Linked DNA regions of Mus musculus: region 1 is linked to region 2. The links are chromatin contacts, called in public Hi-C maps. All regions are on one chromosome and are shown on one strand. Each heading gives the region's core, a stretch centred on a gene start, on an enhancer-like site or on the middle of the called end of the contact. The rest is flanking DNA. Distances are from core to core; before and after follow the strand shown.

Evidence for each region. Hi-C and Micro-C count contacts between places; a contact is called where the count stands out from the background.
Region 1: a contact with region 2 is called in a Hi-C map of muscle stem cells, with 2.5 times the contacts expected there. The contact joins two enhancer-like sites. A contact is called at or near these places in 1 of 484 Hi-C or Micro-C datasets (muscle stem cells) and 2 of 115 datasets of contacts at active chromatin or transcription factors (both in embryonic stem cells).

Annotation. Positions count from the first base shown.
Region 1 is chr11:54,411,020-54,415,242 of GRCm38.p6, forward strand. Meikin (meiotic kinetochore factor) reads left to right here. Exons shown (of 14, transcript NM_029105.2): 12 at 777-896. Among named protein-coding and RNA genes, the nearest start is that of Fnip1, 25 kb to the right of the region's middle. Within about 2 kb of position 2,247, at least 55 of the 459 cell types and tissues checked have an H3K27ac peak or open chromatin away from gene starts, as enhancers often do. A contact at or near this core is called in muscle stem cells, where this site is marked.
Region 2 is chr11:54,057,579-54,061,816 of GRCm38.p6, forward strand. It overlaps Pdlim4 (PDZ and LIM domain 4), which reads right to left. Exons shown (of 7, transcript NM_019417.3): 3 at 2,360-2,438. Among named protein-coding and RNA genes, the nearest start is that of Pdlim4, 9.3 kb to the right of the region's middle. RefSeq lists an enhancer at 1-1,837. Within about 2 kb of position 2,938, at least 164 of the 459 cell types and tissues checked have an H3K27ac peak or open chromatin away from gene starts, as enhancers often do. A contact at or near this core is called in muscle stem cells, where this site is marked.

The sequences.
Region 1 (4,223 bases), core at 997-3,496, 350 kb after region 2:
TTCACATCAGTACAGTTGTGCACACCAACACACACACTCTACACACACACACACCACAACAGACCACACCATATATGCACACACCATACTACACACACATACACCATACCACACAACACACCATACACACACATACCACACCACACACACCATACACCACACATACCACATCACATACACACACACACACACACACACACACACACTGCACATCACACACACACATGAAATTACTTACAGTTTACAGATAAAGGCATCTGTTATAAAATCACATTTTATTTATGTATCTGTCAGTCAGTGGACATTTGGGTTATTTGTCCTTTGGTTGTTATGAACACTGGAGGTAAAATTATGCATGTGTACAAGTATAAGTTCCCTATTTTCAGCCCCTCGGAGAATACACCCAGGGGTAGAATTTCTAGGTCATGTGGTAGGAGCTCTTTTAAGTTTTCTAGAAAGTCTTTTCCATAGGGCTTGCATCACTTTATAGCCTTACTAGCAATGTGCCAGTTTCCAGTCCCTGTACATCATTGCCAGTATTTGTGATTTTTGTGTTTTGTTTGGTTTTAGTGAGAAAATAATTTATATACTGATTTATCCACAGTTAAATATGATTTGAAGAATTATTTCTAAATGTAATCAATTATGTTTATTCAAATGAAATTATTTGTGCATCAAATATACAAGAAAATGCTTCAATGAGATAGTACTTTCAATGTTAATTGCCTAAAGCTAGTTGTTTTTGAAACTTTAAAAGGAGTTGTATTATTGTATAGATTGATTTGTCTCCAGTGCAAAATGTGTCTTTTGAAGAACTATTTCCAAATGTCAGCAATTATGTTAACTCAAGTGAAGTTGTTCCTGTGTCAAGTTTGCAAGAAAGTTCATCAAATGAGGTAACATTTTCATTTTTTTTCAATTGCTGAAAAAAATAGTTATTACACTGTGCCCTGAGACTAACATCTTTCCTGTGTGTTGAGAAGAACCTGATGCTAGATCTGTGACCTGCACTCCCCCCTCCACTTGCATAAACTGCCTTCTTACTCTGCACATAGAATCATTTGAAGCACAACACTTGAAATTTGTCCTGGTTTAAATTGTCTAATTTTCCATTTGTAACCTATATCTATGGTGTCATACAAAAAGTGATGGCCAAACTGAATGCCAGGAAGCTGCTGCCTATGTTCTCTTTAAAGAGCTGCATATAAGATCTCATAGTTAGGCGTAAAAATCTACTTTGACTTACTTGTTTTGTGAGCATCTAACTTCACTTTTACATGGAGGTCTCAGTTTTAACACTGCCATTAAAATAATTAATTATCTGGGAATTTTATTATATATAAAGTTAAGTACAATAATTCTAGATTACAAATGTTTTGTTTTATTGTGTGTTTTGCAACTAGAACTTATTATGTAGTCCAGGTTAAACTCAGTTTTATAATTTCCCAAATGCTTAGATTACAGGCAAGTGCCATCATACCTGTGTATACACACACGTGCACACATGCACACACACATGCACGCACACACACATAATCCACAATGGAACATGGTAGTATTGACTCATAAATGGGTAGGAAGTGACTGAATTCAGAAACTGGATAGCACTTTTAGAAATTCTTGTTGAAACTTCTAGATGTTTCTATGATTGTTTTATTTATTTATTATTTGGATCTGTATGTGTGGTGTGTGCATGTGTGTTCTCATTGTATGGGCACACAAGTGTGTGTGTGTGTGTGTGTGTGTGTGTGTGCATGTGTGTGTGTGCGTGTGTGCGTGTGTGTGTGTGTGTGTGTGTGTGTGTGTTTCTGAGGTTGACATCAAGTTGCTTCCCACCTTGTATGTTGAGGTCTCTCTCTGAACCCAGAACTCCCAGTTTGGGTGAGCCTGGCTAGCCAGTTTGTTCAGGGGATTTTGTTTCTGCCTCCCTGGTGCCTGGATGACATGAGGCTACCATACTTGCCCGACATTTTCATGGGTGTGAGGGATCCAAAGTCTGGTCCTCACACTTTATTTTTTTAGCCTCTTATCTTTATTTAGCTTTATTTAGCTTATCTTTGTTTGCCTTCCCCACTTAGGCTTCCGTTAGGAACAGGCTTTCCCCATCTTCTATGGTTTAGCCCGAGTAAAAGGGAAAGGGCTTGTTCTTCTGTGTATATGTATTTCCGGATTGGATAAGGACTCCTGATAGCTTTGCCTGCGTCACATGCCTGTCCTGGTCTCTCTGCCGTTGCCAGGGAGATGAAACTGTAATTGTCTAAGCCTGGGTTTCCTGCCCACTGCTGTGGTCATAGAACAAGATTTAAAACCCAAACTTGCTGAGCTTATGAAACAAGTTGCCTTTCTCCATTACACTGATTTCACGGTATTTGGTATTGGGCAGAGTAATGTTGAGATCATCCCAAATTGCATTCCTTTCCAGAGAATTTGTTTTTCCATCCTGTAACTTGTAAATTAAAAGCTTTCTTAATCCCAGCACTTGGAGGGAAGAAATAAGGATCCCAAGGCCAGCCTGGCCTACGCAGGGAAGCCCTGCTTCAGGAAAGGACGCCTTCTTTTGAGGACATGTTGGAGTGTGATGCTTGAGTTCCAGGACAGCCAGGGCTACACAGAGAAACCCTGTCTCAAAAAAAAAAAAAAAAAAGTAGGATGGGAAACTTTAGGAATATATTGAGCCAGTTACCTTTATCTTACAGAATTCTTTTTTAGCTAAGATACTTTGTTACAGCTCTGATTATTCCTTAATTTATTCCTTGGTAATATACATTTTTAACATTTTGGGTGGGGTTTTTATTGGTTTAATCTTTTCTCTCATTTTTTATAGCCACTGATTTTTTCCACATATATTTTGGGAGCACTTTCCTATTATTTCCCTCAAAAAAAAAAAAAAACCCACTGGAAATAAAAACCATCTAGTTTTTATCTGACCGCATCTGTATACACTGGTATTGCCCAGCACTTGGCCTGGAAAAGCTTCGAGTCTTAGGAAAGGCTTTATCTGTAGAGCAGCTTTTGATCCCAGCAAAGAGCAGTGAGTGTCGGTCCTGTCAGATCAGTTTACTAATTCATTAATTGACTAAGTAGATGGTTCAATTCAAATACAGTCCTTTTCTGTGTTCACCCTAGAGAGAGGTGCTGAGTAGAGAGGAACATGGACAGCTCTTTCCTTCAGGGATTCTGTTTCTTGAGGAGGATGGTGAAGCTTTGGTCTCATCTGTTCATGTATCAGTGGAGATGCTCTCCTGCTGCACATGTAGCAAAGTGTGAACACTTCACCCAGTGTGTTTCTCTTTTCTGGAGCATGAGCTTGTTGAAGAGGCTGTGACAAATGCTATACAGTAGGTGGTTTCTTTAAACAAGAGAACACAGTTCAGGAATCAGGATGTTAGCAGGGCACAGCTCCTCAAACCCACTGGAGGCGGATCTTTCTTCTGTCAAGCTAGGTGACGTCACTTTGTGGCTGGGGTACCATAGGTTCAGTCTTTGCCAACTCTCATATGGCTGTCTTCTCTCTTTGTGTGTCTTTGTGTCTTCACAAACATTTTTCCTGTGGGTCAGTATCCAAGTTTTCTGTTTTTATAAGGACACAGGTTACACTGAACTAGGACCGATTCTAACTTGGTGAAATCTGTAACGACAGCATTTCCAAGTAAAGTCACCTTCACAGTTGTTGATATCTTCCTAGAAGAATATGGTTCTGCCCATGGTATTGTTTTCCTGTCTAATCAATCCAGACTCTTTTGTTAATTATTTATACAACATTTTAGATCTGACGTCCATCAAATTTTAACTCACTTAAACAAGTTTCTGCTAGAATTTGCTTTATATGCCTAGACACAGTTGTCTGTCATCCTGAGATTTGCCTGAATCACAATTCTGGGGAATTCACTTCACAAAGCTACTATCCACACTCCCCACCCTGTAGCTAGCTAGCTGCCCCCCTCCTCCTGCCCTACAGTTAGAGAGGTGAACCCTCCTCTAGCCCTTATGAAGGAGAGTGGATTTTTTAGGATTGTTGATGACAGAACAGGTTTTAATTCCATCCTCACAGTTGAAGAATCACCTAATCTAGTTAGAGAATTGGAGATACAAATAATTTTCTTCTGGATTTCTCTAGCACTACCTCATCAGGGTTTTAGCTCCCTGTATTTTGAGGAACCATGTTGATTGTTTTGTTTTTCCCTGTTTCAGAAACTGGAAAAAAATCTTGTCTTTGGATCCTG
Region 2 (4,238 bases), core at 1,688-4,187:
TGGTCGGTAGGGGTGGGGCGGGGAGGGGGTGGGGCTGGGCTCTGCATGAGACTTCAATGGAAAGAGAGGAATGGGAGTCAGCAGAGACTGGGGGGGACTGAAGTCCTCACTCACCCCCTACTCAGCTCAGCAGGGTGTGGGAGCAGGGTCATTGGTGAGCTCTGGCCCCTCCTGTGACCACCCATGCAGCAGCTTCTCTAGGTCTGAACTCAGTGGTTTGAGTGGCAGTTCTGTCACTGAACTGGTGACTTTCATCTCTCTGAACCTGTTTCTTCCCCTACCCTGGAGAATGCGATGGCTCTCTAGCCATCAGAGCCCCTCAGTAGGGGATGAAGTAAGACCACACTGATCACACCACGCAAAGTGCTTCACTGGATGGCTGTTGGTGGGAATCCCTGCATGCCCTCCCCCTCTTTTTCCTCTCTTTGGGTGGCAGTGTTCCACACAACCTTTTGCCCCCTGCCCTGAGTGACAGCTTGGTACTTGGGTCAGAAGAATGCCAACAAAAAGGGGTGACCAGACATAGGCAAACGCTGCACCCAAAGGAACAGGTGGATCTCTTCTTAGGCCGAATCTCAGCTTTCAGCAGTCTGGGTGTTCAAGGCCCCCCTACTCCAGAAAGCTTTTCTTAGCCAGATGCTTCTCCCACCCTGGGCGGCCCGTGTGCCTTCTGTCCCTCCAGGGCCCTGAGAAAAGAGGGTCCTCTGTGGCCTTGCAGAGAACGTGGTCCTGAGGCTGCAGTTACCCATTCCTCTTGGGGATGCGTGCCAGGGGTGCCCTGTATTGGCCTAGGGGTAAGTGTAGTTTTCTTCTCCCTAAATGGTTCCAGCCAGCCCCACCTCCACACTCAGAGGAGGGGGCAGTGTGGGGACAATGAGCCCTGTGTCTGTGCTCCTGGGGACACAGCCCCGCAGAGGCGGGGAGGGTGTTTTTGTCGCCACCCATGGAGCCTACGACCTTTTAAATACAAAAGGGGGGCAGCAGCTAAGGAAACTGCTCTGTTGATTGTGGAAATTCACTCCCCTTACAGTAAGGAGTAAGGACCATCGCTGCTGGCCTTTGAAGAAAAACTGTGAGAAAAAGAATGGGGGCAGGAGAAGTCCCCCTGCAGCTCTAGCCACCAGACCCTGTTTGAAGCTACTCTCAGTCCCAGCCTCCCAACCCCAAAGGAAAGGCATATTGCCATGCCAGCTTTCAAACGCCACAGGGGAGCCCCCTGGAGCCCACTGGCCTTGAGTCCCTGGTGACTCCCTCCGCTCCCAACTAGTCTCTGCCCTGTCCCTTTCAGCACTGATGCTGAGAGGAGCCAGGCGTCTCACAGGAACAGCCCGCCCGCCTTCTGCTCCCTGTTGCCTGTTTTTTTTTTTTTTTTCCTTCTGCCAAATCTGTTCTCTTCTCCCTGCCTGAAGGGCCTCAGACAAAGCAAGCTACTAAGATCCAAATGTTTCCCGGGATGAGCTGAAGTCTGGGACAAATCAGCTCACCCTCTGCCTTCACCAACCTCCCCTGTCACTGCTCTGATCTCAAAGCACACGCACCCCTGGGCTTCAGGTGCTTGTGGGGTGCATTTCCTCTTCCTACCCGCTCTGTCTGGGTCCTAAGGTTTGGACTTGAATCTCCTTCCTCTGGAGAGCCCTCTCTGACTTCTTATTGAAATGTCTCTCTGTCCTGGTCCTTTTTCTTCCATGTGGAGAGAGCAGACAAGAGCAGGCCCAGAAGCCACACCTCTCATACTGAGTACTCTGGATTCAAGCTACATCACAGATTAGCCCAGGAGTGACCTTGTCCAGGGATGTGGAGCATGGTCTAGGTATCTGGAATTTGGTGCACTTGGCTTCTCTTCTCATGAGAACTCAGTGCAGCCAGGTTTGCTCTCTCTCCTTGAGGACAGTGTGACAGCTGCAACTCCTCTGGGACATGAAAAGGGACCTCTCCAGCTTTAGAGTGCATGAGGGTCGTGCAAGACAGGAATGGCCACAGCCTGATTCCTCACAGCCACCTGCCTACCCTCATCTCTCTCTAAGCCTGCTGACTTCTTTTTGATTGGGTCTCTCTGGGTGTGGGAGTAAACTTCAGCTCTGTGTGGAGAGATCTTGAGCCAAGACCTAGCCCAGCCCCATCCCATCCCAGGCACCCTAGCCAAGAATGCAGGCTAGCCTGGAGTTGGGTCAAGCACACTGCAGGGGCTCCAGGGCAAGGGATAGAAGCAGGCATGTCCTAGAGGAGCTGTCTACTTCAGTATACCCTGGCTGTCTGACCATCAGTGTGAGAATTTCACTGAAGTCTGTTGGCCATGCCTGCCTCTTGTCCTGGGTTCACTCTGAGCTAGCTGGGCCAGGTGAGCAGTGTCTATACCTACCTGGGACTCAGGGTCAATGTGGATCCTATGTGCTTGAGCCTTGTCATCAGGAGCACTGGGCCAGTTCTTATTCTCAGGCCTGTGGCAGGAATTGGGATAGTGAGATATGTCTGCTTATTAGTCTCCATCCCATGCCTGAAACCAGAGCTGGGGGAGAAGAGAAATATCCAACATTCCCCCTCTCTTTAGCATGGTGCTGTCTGCTGAAGCAAGAAGCCACAGCTCAGGTCGTCACCCTCCTGGGGCAGAGCTGTGCTCCCTTTCCTGCCAGTGGCCTGGTGCCTTTCTGGTCTCATTCCTAAAGACCTTGCAGGAGAGGGCTTGCACCTCAGACATTCTCCTCCCTCATGGTGGCCTGCAGAAACTCCACTCCAGGAGGCTCAGGGCACAGCAAGGCAAGCCAGGCCTCACACATGGATAAGCCGGGAGCCAGTGGGAGCCAGTCGGCTCATCCTCTGACCTCCGTAGCCTCTGGCCGGGGCCTGAGTGGCTCTCGGGGAGGTGAAATGGAGGCTGTGGGGGAGCACCTCCCGTCCTGCTGCCTCCACCCACTCAGGCAGAGTCATCACTGAGGTCTGCCCAGCCCAGATGGGAAACAGGCCATTAGGAAATTCCTGCTTCGCCATAGAAACCAAAAGCCAAACACCACTCAGGAGGGAGAAAAACATCGTAAACCTGCCATAAGCAGGACGGGCAGGCCTAAAGGCTGTGGGCCCAGCCCTGCCACTCAGTAGCTCTATGGAAGGCAAGCCAGGAGGGTGTGTGGACCCTGGGTTGGCAGGCGATGTATAATAAGGCTGGTTAGAGTGTGGAAATAATGTTCCTTAACCAAGAGGCCTCCTGAGGCCTCTCAAAGTCTTATGACTGGGGTTGAAGCTCACTCATGCCTCCTTTTCAGGGAAGATTGATTGATTGATGATTGATTGATTGAGGCAAGGTCTCTCTATGTAGTCCTGTGTGTCCTGGAAACTCACTATGTAGACTAGATTGGCCTTGACCTTAAAGAGACCCACCTACCTCTGCTCCCCAGTGTGCCACCATACCCAGCGCAATGGCTCGGTGATTTGACACTACGTCCACATGGATTCTGTGCTTTCATCTCTGTTCACACTGCCCACAGTCTTCTGGGGCCCAATCCTTTCCTCACAGCCCTGGCTCTAGCCACACAGCTAGGTTCCCGAGTGACCCCTTTAAAATATCTCCAACCATGTCTTCTACTTGCTCTGACTTCTAGTCATGACACACCAGGGATGCCCTGTCTGGATGCTTTTCTAAATACCTGCCCAAGAATGGCACAAACCTGTGGTCTAAGGGCCATGAGAGTGGCCTAAGATGTCAGATAAGAACGGAGGGCTTAGTCATGTAGTGGGCTCTCCTTCAGGGCTCCTCGGGTGAGTAGTAAGCTTGTTTAAACAAAAGGAGAAGCAAAGGTTGGGCTATGCAAAGCAACAAGCGATGGCAATAAAGACTATCATGGCAGTGTTGTGGTTGATAGGAGGAAGGTCCTGATCTACAGTACAATGGGATCTGACTTGAACTATTGGAAGCCTGACTTTGGCCCCATAGAAAATAAGTCTAGAAGGAAACAAAGCCTTTCCTGCATATCTCAGGTTGTGGGAGAATCAGTGGGGCACCAGAGGCAGGGAAGCTGTTCTAAGAATGCCAAGTCCCTCACTCTAGCCAGGTCATTAGGCTGGCTGGCCCTCAGCAGAGCCTCTTAAAGAGGTGGAGGATGTGTCTGGGGCCCAGGCATAAGCCTTGAGGAGTGGGCTGAACAGGGAGCAGAGACAGAGGCCTGTAAGGGAGCCCAGTAGAAAGAGGGTTGGGTTGAGGGTCTAGTCTAGGTGGCCACGTGGTCAAATTGCCCCAAGTCTGGTGT